2 separate regions of the Zeugodacus cucurbitae genome follow, and region 1 is linked to region 2. Evidence: chromatin contacts called from public Hi-C data. All regions are on one chromosome and are shown on one strand. The core of a region is the stretch at or near the end of the contact, and the rest is flanking DNA. Distances in the headings are between cores, read along the strand shown. Region 1 holds the start of Gas2l1_1 (GAS2-like protein pickled eggs). Region 2 holds the start of LOC105211790.

Region 1 (4,086 bases), core at 208-2,707, 130 kb before region 2:
CCTTTCAAATCGTCATCTAATTTCTGCTTCAGTCGCTTTTGTATGGTGGTTAGGTGATCCCAGTGTTTGCCTTCATTCAATTTCTTCAAATAAATCGCGACCATGCCTTGTTTCACTTTACGATAACTCTTCTCCACATTGATGCTGTCGAGTAAGTTGTTGATCGTCAAACCGTAATCTTTGCCATTCAAATCGCTAACGTGCAATACCATTGAATTTTCATTGAAAGTGGCGACAACATTCGATTCGTCAATGTTTTGGACACCTTCCAATGTGACGAACAACTTGACAAACTTGTCACTTTGATCCCATGCATACTCATTCAATTCCACTAAATACCTGTGGGTGCATGTAATAGGTGATAAATAACATATGTGTACACTTTCACTGCGCAGTGTTCTAGCAGAACACCTGGTATCGCGCGTGTAGATGTTTCTAGAAGCTTATAACAAAATTGATTACCTTCTTGGTGTTGCAGCGGCTGCTTTTCTTTCGGCTGCAATGCGCTCTTTCATCTCTAAATTGACAATTTCCTTCTCAACCTCGGCTTTGGCTTGTAATAACACATTTCGCACTCTTGGACGTGTAGCCTCGCCAAGAAATCTGCTTAACTCGCCTGCGTCTTGTAGTAACTGTGGAATGATAGCCTTGTATTTAGTGCTTTCGTTTTAATTTAAATAACTCACCTCTTCGAAAGACATTTTGTAGTTTGTTTTATGGTTATTTTATATTAGTTGGAATATTAATTTTCAAATTAGAATCCTTTGAAGACACTCGCCTCGCTTTTAACCACTCTTTTTGTTAATGCCGAATAAATGTGTGAACTTGAAACAGGGTACCAAAAGTTATTGCCCACACTCAGTGGTATTAAAACTGTAAGCTGCAAGTTGCCACACTGATTGGAATGCGTTTATGAAGTCTGGTCTGTACATATCGATAAATTCTGTATGGTTATAAGAAAATTGGTGTCATACTTCTAGGAGGAAGTTATATTCTTTGCATTAAAATTTAAAAAAGCACAAGAATTTCGTATAAAAGCTAACGAATTTAATTGCATGATAATAATACTATGTTAAAGCTAACACAAATATTAACGAAAACAAACATTTGACAGGCAATGCTAAAAATACATGCGATCAGCTGTTGCCTGAAAACTCAATGCTGCCACTAGTAAACAATTCAATATGTTAGTCTAATTTATATAAATATATTCCCAGCATATTTTGGTGCACAATAACTTAAATAAATTGTTGTTGTTTTTGAATATCATCATCTTAAAAAATATTCTTATAAACACATTTAATTTAAGCAAATACCCGCACTGCCTATTGCACTCCCCAACAATTCCCTCAAATATTCGCATTGGGGATTTTTGTGCGTGTTGACAACATTGCCGCTGCCTAGACTTGCCGCAGCAGCGACGCGGCCTCATGTTGATCTTTGAATTTGCGTTTGAATATAACAAATGCACTCGTCGTCGCGATTGTTAAACGTGATAGTGCGTCGCGAGGTTTCCGTCTTCGTCTCCGTTTGCGGTGTTTTGCATTTAAGTTTTGCGCCTGCCTGGTCGTTTCGTCAAATTTAACTGGTGTTTAAATTAAAGTTTGATTTCAAGACGGTTTTAAGGAGTTTTATAAAACTGCCTTGCAAATTGATTTCGTTGTGATTTCTCAAGTGGATTTACTAGTGATCACGCTGTGTGCCAATAAAAGGCAGCACAATTTCAAATTCTTAAAATTAGTAACAACAAATTCAGTGTGTGTACGTAATTGTGTACGAATTAAGTGAAATATTAAATATTGAATATTTCTTGCAAAGATTTGCAAAATATAAATTTTTTGTCAACTCAAAGATTTGCGGAAACGGAAAGTAATTTTCTGCACAACAACAACACACACACACATAGGCAGGCTGGCAGACAGCGCCTGAAAGTGTTAAAGGAAACGGAGGAAGCGAAAAGGTTTGTCAAAACAAAAATACAAATAATGATGATGTGCTTATTAATTAACACATTTGCTCGCACATACATGCATACATACAATGCTGTGAGTGGGTGCCATCTGTATGTTTATTTGTATGAATCTGTTTGTAAGCACGAGTCTGCCATAACTCGTTCGTTCGCTCGCTTAATTTGCTAACATTTCTTATCACCAACAGTGTAGTTTTTTGTTGTTATTCTTGTGTTGCTTATTGGGAAAAAGGAATGAGTGCACAAGCAATGAAAAAACAATAACAACAAATAACAGCGATTAGAACAGTTGTGCGGCGTTCAAAAATTAATCATGTTTTCTGTCAGTGTGTCATTGTCGCTGTTTATCGTCGTTTTGTTGTTTTTTTTTGTATGTATTTGTATTTCTTGCTGAGCGCATATAAAACACTATAATTTTTAGGAACTGTGTGACTTATTAAGCGAAAATTATACAATAAATATAAAAATGGCACGATTACGACGCTAGATGTTGTAAAATTCTTTCGCCTGACAATGCGACAATATACACACTTTTGTATTGTGTTTTTACTGTTTTAGTTCGTAAAATAGTTTCTTAGTAAAAATAGTGTATTCACTTTTGCTTGCACCCTAAAGCTTTTAAATCAAATAATTCTTTAGTTTTATGCTTTCATTTACTTCAGTTGTGATAGCAATATTGAAAATGCTTATGTCGATTTAAGCTGACACTGTCTTTTTCAATTCTCGTAAAAATGTAGGCTTTTCCATTATCACTATTCCAAAATAATCGGAAACTTGCGATTATAAGTTATAGTTCCAGATAAAACACAATATTGAGTCGTGAATATACGAGATGTGTTAAAAAAATAACGGGAATTTTAAAAATTCCAATTGACGCCGTGTAACTTTTTCCTATTTCCAAAAATAAATACAGCCATAAACAGTCGTCGTTTTACAAGCATACGAGATAATGCTGAAAGAGCTAAAGGCTATCCCAAAAATCGAGTTTTTAGAAATGTTTCGGAAATTGGAAGAACCGCTGACATAAGTGCATAATATCGAATTGAGACGAATTGAAGGTGACAACATTAATGTAGACGAATGAAAAAATATTTTTTCAAAAATCGTAAATTCGAAAATCCCCGTTATTTTTTGAACATACCTCGTATTTGTTAAAACATTTAATTTATTAAAAATTAGCTTAAATCGACTTAACCTAACTTTATATAGACATGATAAAATTGGAAGAAGAGTGCACAGCTTTTGGTCTTATTTATCATTTATTAAGAAAAATAACTGTTCATTGCGTAAAATTCAAAATTATTATTTCACGTACCGACAATAAGCCATATTGATTTTGCAAATTTTAAACTTCTTTTTATATTATACTGACATCCACTTCCTTTCATTTAACGGTATATTTTTACGAAGTTGTTTTCGAAATTATAATTGGAGATCTTGCTGTTATGAATTTTATGTTTAATTTTCGGCTTCTAAGGTTCTGTAGTGGACGTTATTGTAATTTGATATAATGATAAATTCGCATCCCCATTGCAAATCTGACAGCTAATGCGAATATATTTCAGACTTACTGCGCTTATTCAGATTTGAATGTGAATATCATTCAAAATTTTTAAAAATTTCTGTCAAACGCGACCAATGTATTTTGGTAAAAAAATATGTATGTGTTGATGAAAATGAGAATCTGCCAAAAATATACTCTCCCTAATACGCACATCAAGCGTGCACCTTTCCAATTTCCTGTTGCGCAAAGGTTAATATGGAAGCGGAGAACGAACACCTACTAAAAAGCGCACCGCAAACCATACACACTTTAATGTGTGTGCACCACCCCTCTCTGCATGCGCATTGCGTACGCGCGCATACTCTCTTCTCCAGCACATAAAACATTAAGAAAATCTCCAAAAAACGCGCCCTCTGACAGCTGTCAACCCCACAAATCAGCTGAGCTTTTGTTTACCAAGGCAAATAGTACATTTGTGAACAGCAGCTGCCATAGCGGCGCTCACGGCGGCCAGCCTTGTAGAGATTCAAGCGAGGCCGTATCGCTCGCATTCCTTGTGTGACTGTGGTGACTACTACTAAAATTATCAGCGCTTTCCTTTATGCTTTCGCTT
Region 2 (3,890 bases), core at 796-3,295:
ATTTACTTTTTACTTAAAATGTAAGTAAAGGCAACAAAGCAGTAAAGAATTATTTTTTTGTAAATATGCTTAGTGAAATAAATTAAAAAAAAAAATCAATAAGTAACTACGTCATAACAGCGTATGTAGTAAGAATTCGATTGTAATTATTATTATTTTTTTTTTTATTCTTTAAAAGTCTTTAAATATTTTTGTGTTGTTTATTTTTTAATTTCAAAAAGAAACAATTTTTTTTTGTTTTTTTTTATTATTGCAAATTTAATGTCAAAAAGAAAGAGAAAAATCTTTTGAGAAGAATATTTTATTTTTTTTATTTAATTTTTTATTTTTTTAATTTTACAACTTTAATGTCCAGCACCATATATAGGGCTTACACATAAAAAAAATACTGCTAGTTAGTATATATAACGTACATACACATATTATATATAAAAAATATATAAAAATATGCTTTTGTACTACTGTCTATTGAAAATCATAGATATGAAAATCCAAAACATAATCACATTTCCTGCAAGCGTTGCAAATTGGTGCTTTGTGCCGCGGAATTTTATCCAAAGGCATGTCAACTATTTTATTGTACTAACATTAAAAACAAAAACCTAAATAAAATAAATTATAAATTCTAGATTGATCAGTTATCTACAATCTAACTATGTATCTATACTATACCCTTAATATGTATGTATTTTTAGTGAAAAAAATTAAGAAATTAAAAAATCTCTTGTGTAATCCCAAACATATAAACTGCATATTGTGTCCACTAAAATCATATATAAATTAATTATTTATAATTATAAAGCATTGTGGCGTTCTTTCACAAACACCATTACCAAGCGTTGTATGACCTATGCAATTTTCACTACAAACATACCCAAAAATATGGACAACACTGTAATATTATAGCTAAAAGAAAGGAATGTATGTATATAATTTGTATTGATTTTTTTATTTAAAAAACTTCCACGTTTTTTCACAAATCACAAATAAATAGTTTTATAAGTATAACAGCAACTATGTTTGTTTGCTTATGTAATAAACTATATATTTAATTGTTAATGCAAAGTAAATTTAAAGAGAAATGGAATTAAAAATTCAATAAATATATGTATAAGAACATTTTGATTTGTATGCAAGCAAACAAATGCTAATTATTGAATTTTTCTTTAATTTTACAAATATTTTCATGTTATTTAACTTTGTTTCGCATTACATAATAAGTGTAGCATTAAACAAACAAAAACTCCGTTATTAATTTCAATATATGTGTACTATATCAAAATCATATGAACTAATGTATTTTAAATGCATCTAAAATTTATTAATTCTACATGCTGCATACCGCACATGCCTGTGTGTATGTCTGTATGTATGCATGTAGGCGTTTGCAATTGTTTCAATTCGTTGAAATTGAAGTTTTAATTGTATATAAGTTTAAGTAAATTACACTGGTTGATACATTATAACAGTAAAAATAAACATAAATAAATAAAAAATATAAAATTAAAAAACAACAAAACAAAAGTGTTTTATTATTTGTTTAATACTTTTGCATATATGTGAGGAGTACCCCTAAAATGGGGTATGACCGATGGTGTATAAAAACTTTCAAAAAAAAAAAATTTATTAAGGCACTGTTTTCCTAAAATATTTTGGAATATTTTTCCATAAGAGTCTAATCTAAACTGCAATGAAAAACTTTGGTCTGTCAACGGTAGACCTGTGCGTAGCTACCTTTCTTATCAGGAGGAGGACCTCAAAAGATATACGATTTTCTGGAGTTTATATTATATTCTCTTCCCATTTTTAACATTTACAAAATTACGTAATTGATTATTTCTTTATTGACTACAAAACATTCCAATAATGGTAATTAAATATAATATTAAACAATTTCTTAAAATCATTTGCATGGATTTATCGATAGCTAATCGATAAATATAATGCACTCATATGCTATAACGTAAACCTGTGAACCCTACACACGGTAAAGCAAAGTAAACAACAACAATTTTAAATAAAGTGTTGTCTCTTTTACACATTACGTTTGCTTACGAAACGTCAACGAAAAGTCAGAAGTTGCAACACTATACCAGTTGTCAGTGTTCAGAAAGTAAGGACAAGTGTGTGTATGCGTGGTTGTGTGTTCAATTATCAAAATGTCTGACTTGAATCTGAAGTAAGTGAATTTTCAGTGAATTATTTTGTAAATATTTACTACAAATCGAAATATTTAACAAATATTTAATGCAAAATCAATAATATAAACAATATAGTGTGTGATTAAAATGAAATATATTGTGATAGTTGCAGTAAATATGCGAAAATATCATTTGAAATTTATTCATTGTTGGGGGTTGATTTTCGCCACATTGAAATGGCAGCTGTTGAAATTTTCATGAAAAAAATTTATTTTGTAATTTTTCCAGCGACGATTTATTGAATTACGAATTGGGCGATGATATTGATGATCAAGCACTTTACGGGGCTGATGAGGATGAACTACTATTATCAGATGATGGTAAGTCACTTTTTACAAGATATTTTTATGTATTCACGTTGATGAAAATATTGAATTTTTAATTTCTTCATTGTGAAGAATTAGAAAAAGATGTAACAAAAGAAGTTAAACAACAAATAAAGGCAGAGGCTGAGCAATGGGTTAAAGAACGTATACAAGAAAAAGGTGAAAATGGGGCTAACAACGCTGGTGCTGCTCAATCAATTGCCGCAGTTGGAGGTATAAATTCTGCAAAATCGAACAAGGACACAGAGAAGCAAGTCACCGCCGATGCAACGGAAGTGACTTCAACTGCGGCAACGCATTCGGTTGCGAATAGTTTGAAACATGGTGATACAACCGATGATGTGTCCACTAGTGAAAATTCAGCACCAGCAAATGCAGAATTTAAAGAGCCCACAAAATCTCAACCTCAAAGAGAATCAACACAAGCGGTAGCCCCAGTGTCAACACAGACACAGACTTCATCGGCAAACACAACCAATATCGATGAAGTGACTTCAAGTAGCAGTAAGGAAGTTGAAGTAGATCATTCTTCGGTCATTAGCTGCAGCACCGGTAATATGACTGATTCCTCCTTCATACAAAGCTCGCAAGAGAGCTTGGGTTTGGCCCCGCTAAGTGCCAGTGATTTTTCCGATCCCAGAGAGGATATGGAAGAAGAACGTGAAACACGTACAAATATAAAAACAACAAATGAACGTGATTTTGATACAGGAATCAATGAATCAGCAGGTAAACAAAAATTCAACAAAATATATGTAATTAATGATTAAAAAAATTTTAATTATATCTTCACTATATTTTTAGAAAAACATCACTCCCGATTCGTACATAATAAACGTGGAGGAAATCCACTGCTGCGACCCCATTCACTACGCGGCTCTTACCACGGTCAGAGACCACTCCTCCGCTATCCGCCATCACACGGTAATTTTCTATTGACAACGCACGGGCTACCCGCGGCGAGAACAAGTATCATTACAACAACGCTAACCCACACACCTTCCGCCCTCATTCCAGGTCAATTCCCACTACAACAACCGCCCCTACCTTACGCACCACACAACACAGCACACGGTCCGCCATCTACAAATCCCGGAGCAATGGGACCACAACCAACAAACCCTAATGCACAAATTCCTCTCCACCAACACGATCCCATGAACCCCTCACTTTCCCATCGTCCACGACATCCATTCCCCGGATTTCGTCCAGGTGGGCCTATGAATTTTAGGCATCCTAATCCATCAAATATGTATCCACAAGATTATAATGGCAATGGGGTACCCTTCAGTCAGAACTTCGGTCATATGGCACATCCATCTCGTGCCATGTACCGACCGGAACTCGCTGGCGGACCAATGCA

Evidence for each region. A called contact is a pair of places that touch in the nucleus more often than the background predicts.
Region 1: a Hi-C map of whole body shows a contact between it and region 2, with 4 times the contacts expected there. The contact joins the promoter of Gas2l1_1 here to the promoter of LOC105211790 in region 2. A contact is called at or near these places in 2 of 2 Hi-C or Micro-C datasets (both in whole body).

Annotation. Positions count from the first base shown.
Region 1 is chr5:67,477,718-67,481,803 of idZeuCucr1.2, reverse strand. It overlaps Gas2l1_1 (GAS2-like protein pickled eggs), which reads left to right and starts at 1,457. Exons shown (of 10, transcript XM_011183414.3): 1 at 1,457-1,960. It overlaps LOC105211792 (calcyclin-binding protein), which reads right to left and starts at 864. Exons shown (of 3, transcript XM_011183417.3): 1 at 687-864; 2 at 463-632; 3 at 1-339. The coding sequence starts at 701.
Region 2 is chr5:67,349,290-67,353,179 of idZeuCucr1.2, reverse strand. LOC105211790 reads left to right here and starts at 2,045. Exons shown (of 6, transcript XM_011183415.3): 1 at 2,045-2,179; 2 at 2,430-2,521; 3 at 2,600-3,256; 4 at 3,332-3,890. The coding sequence starts at 2,160.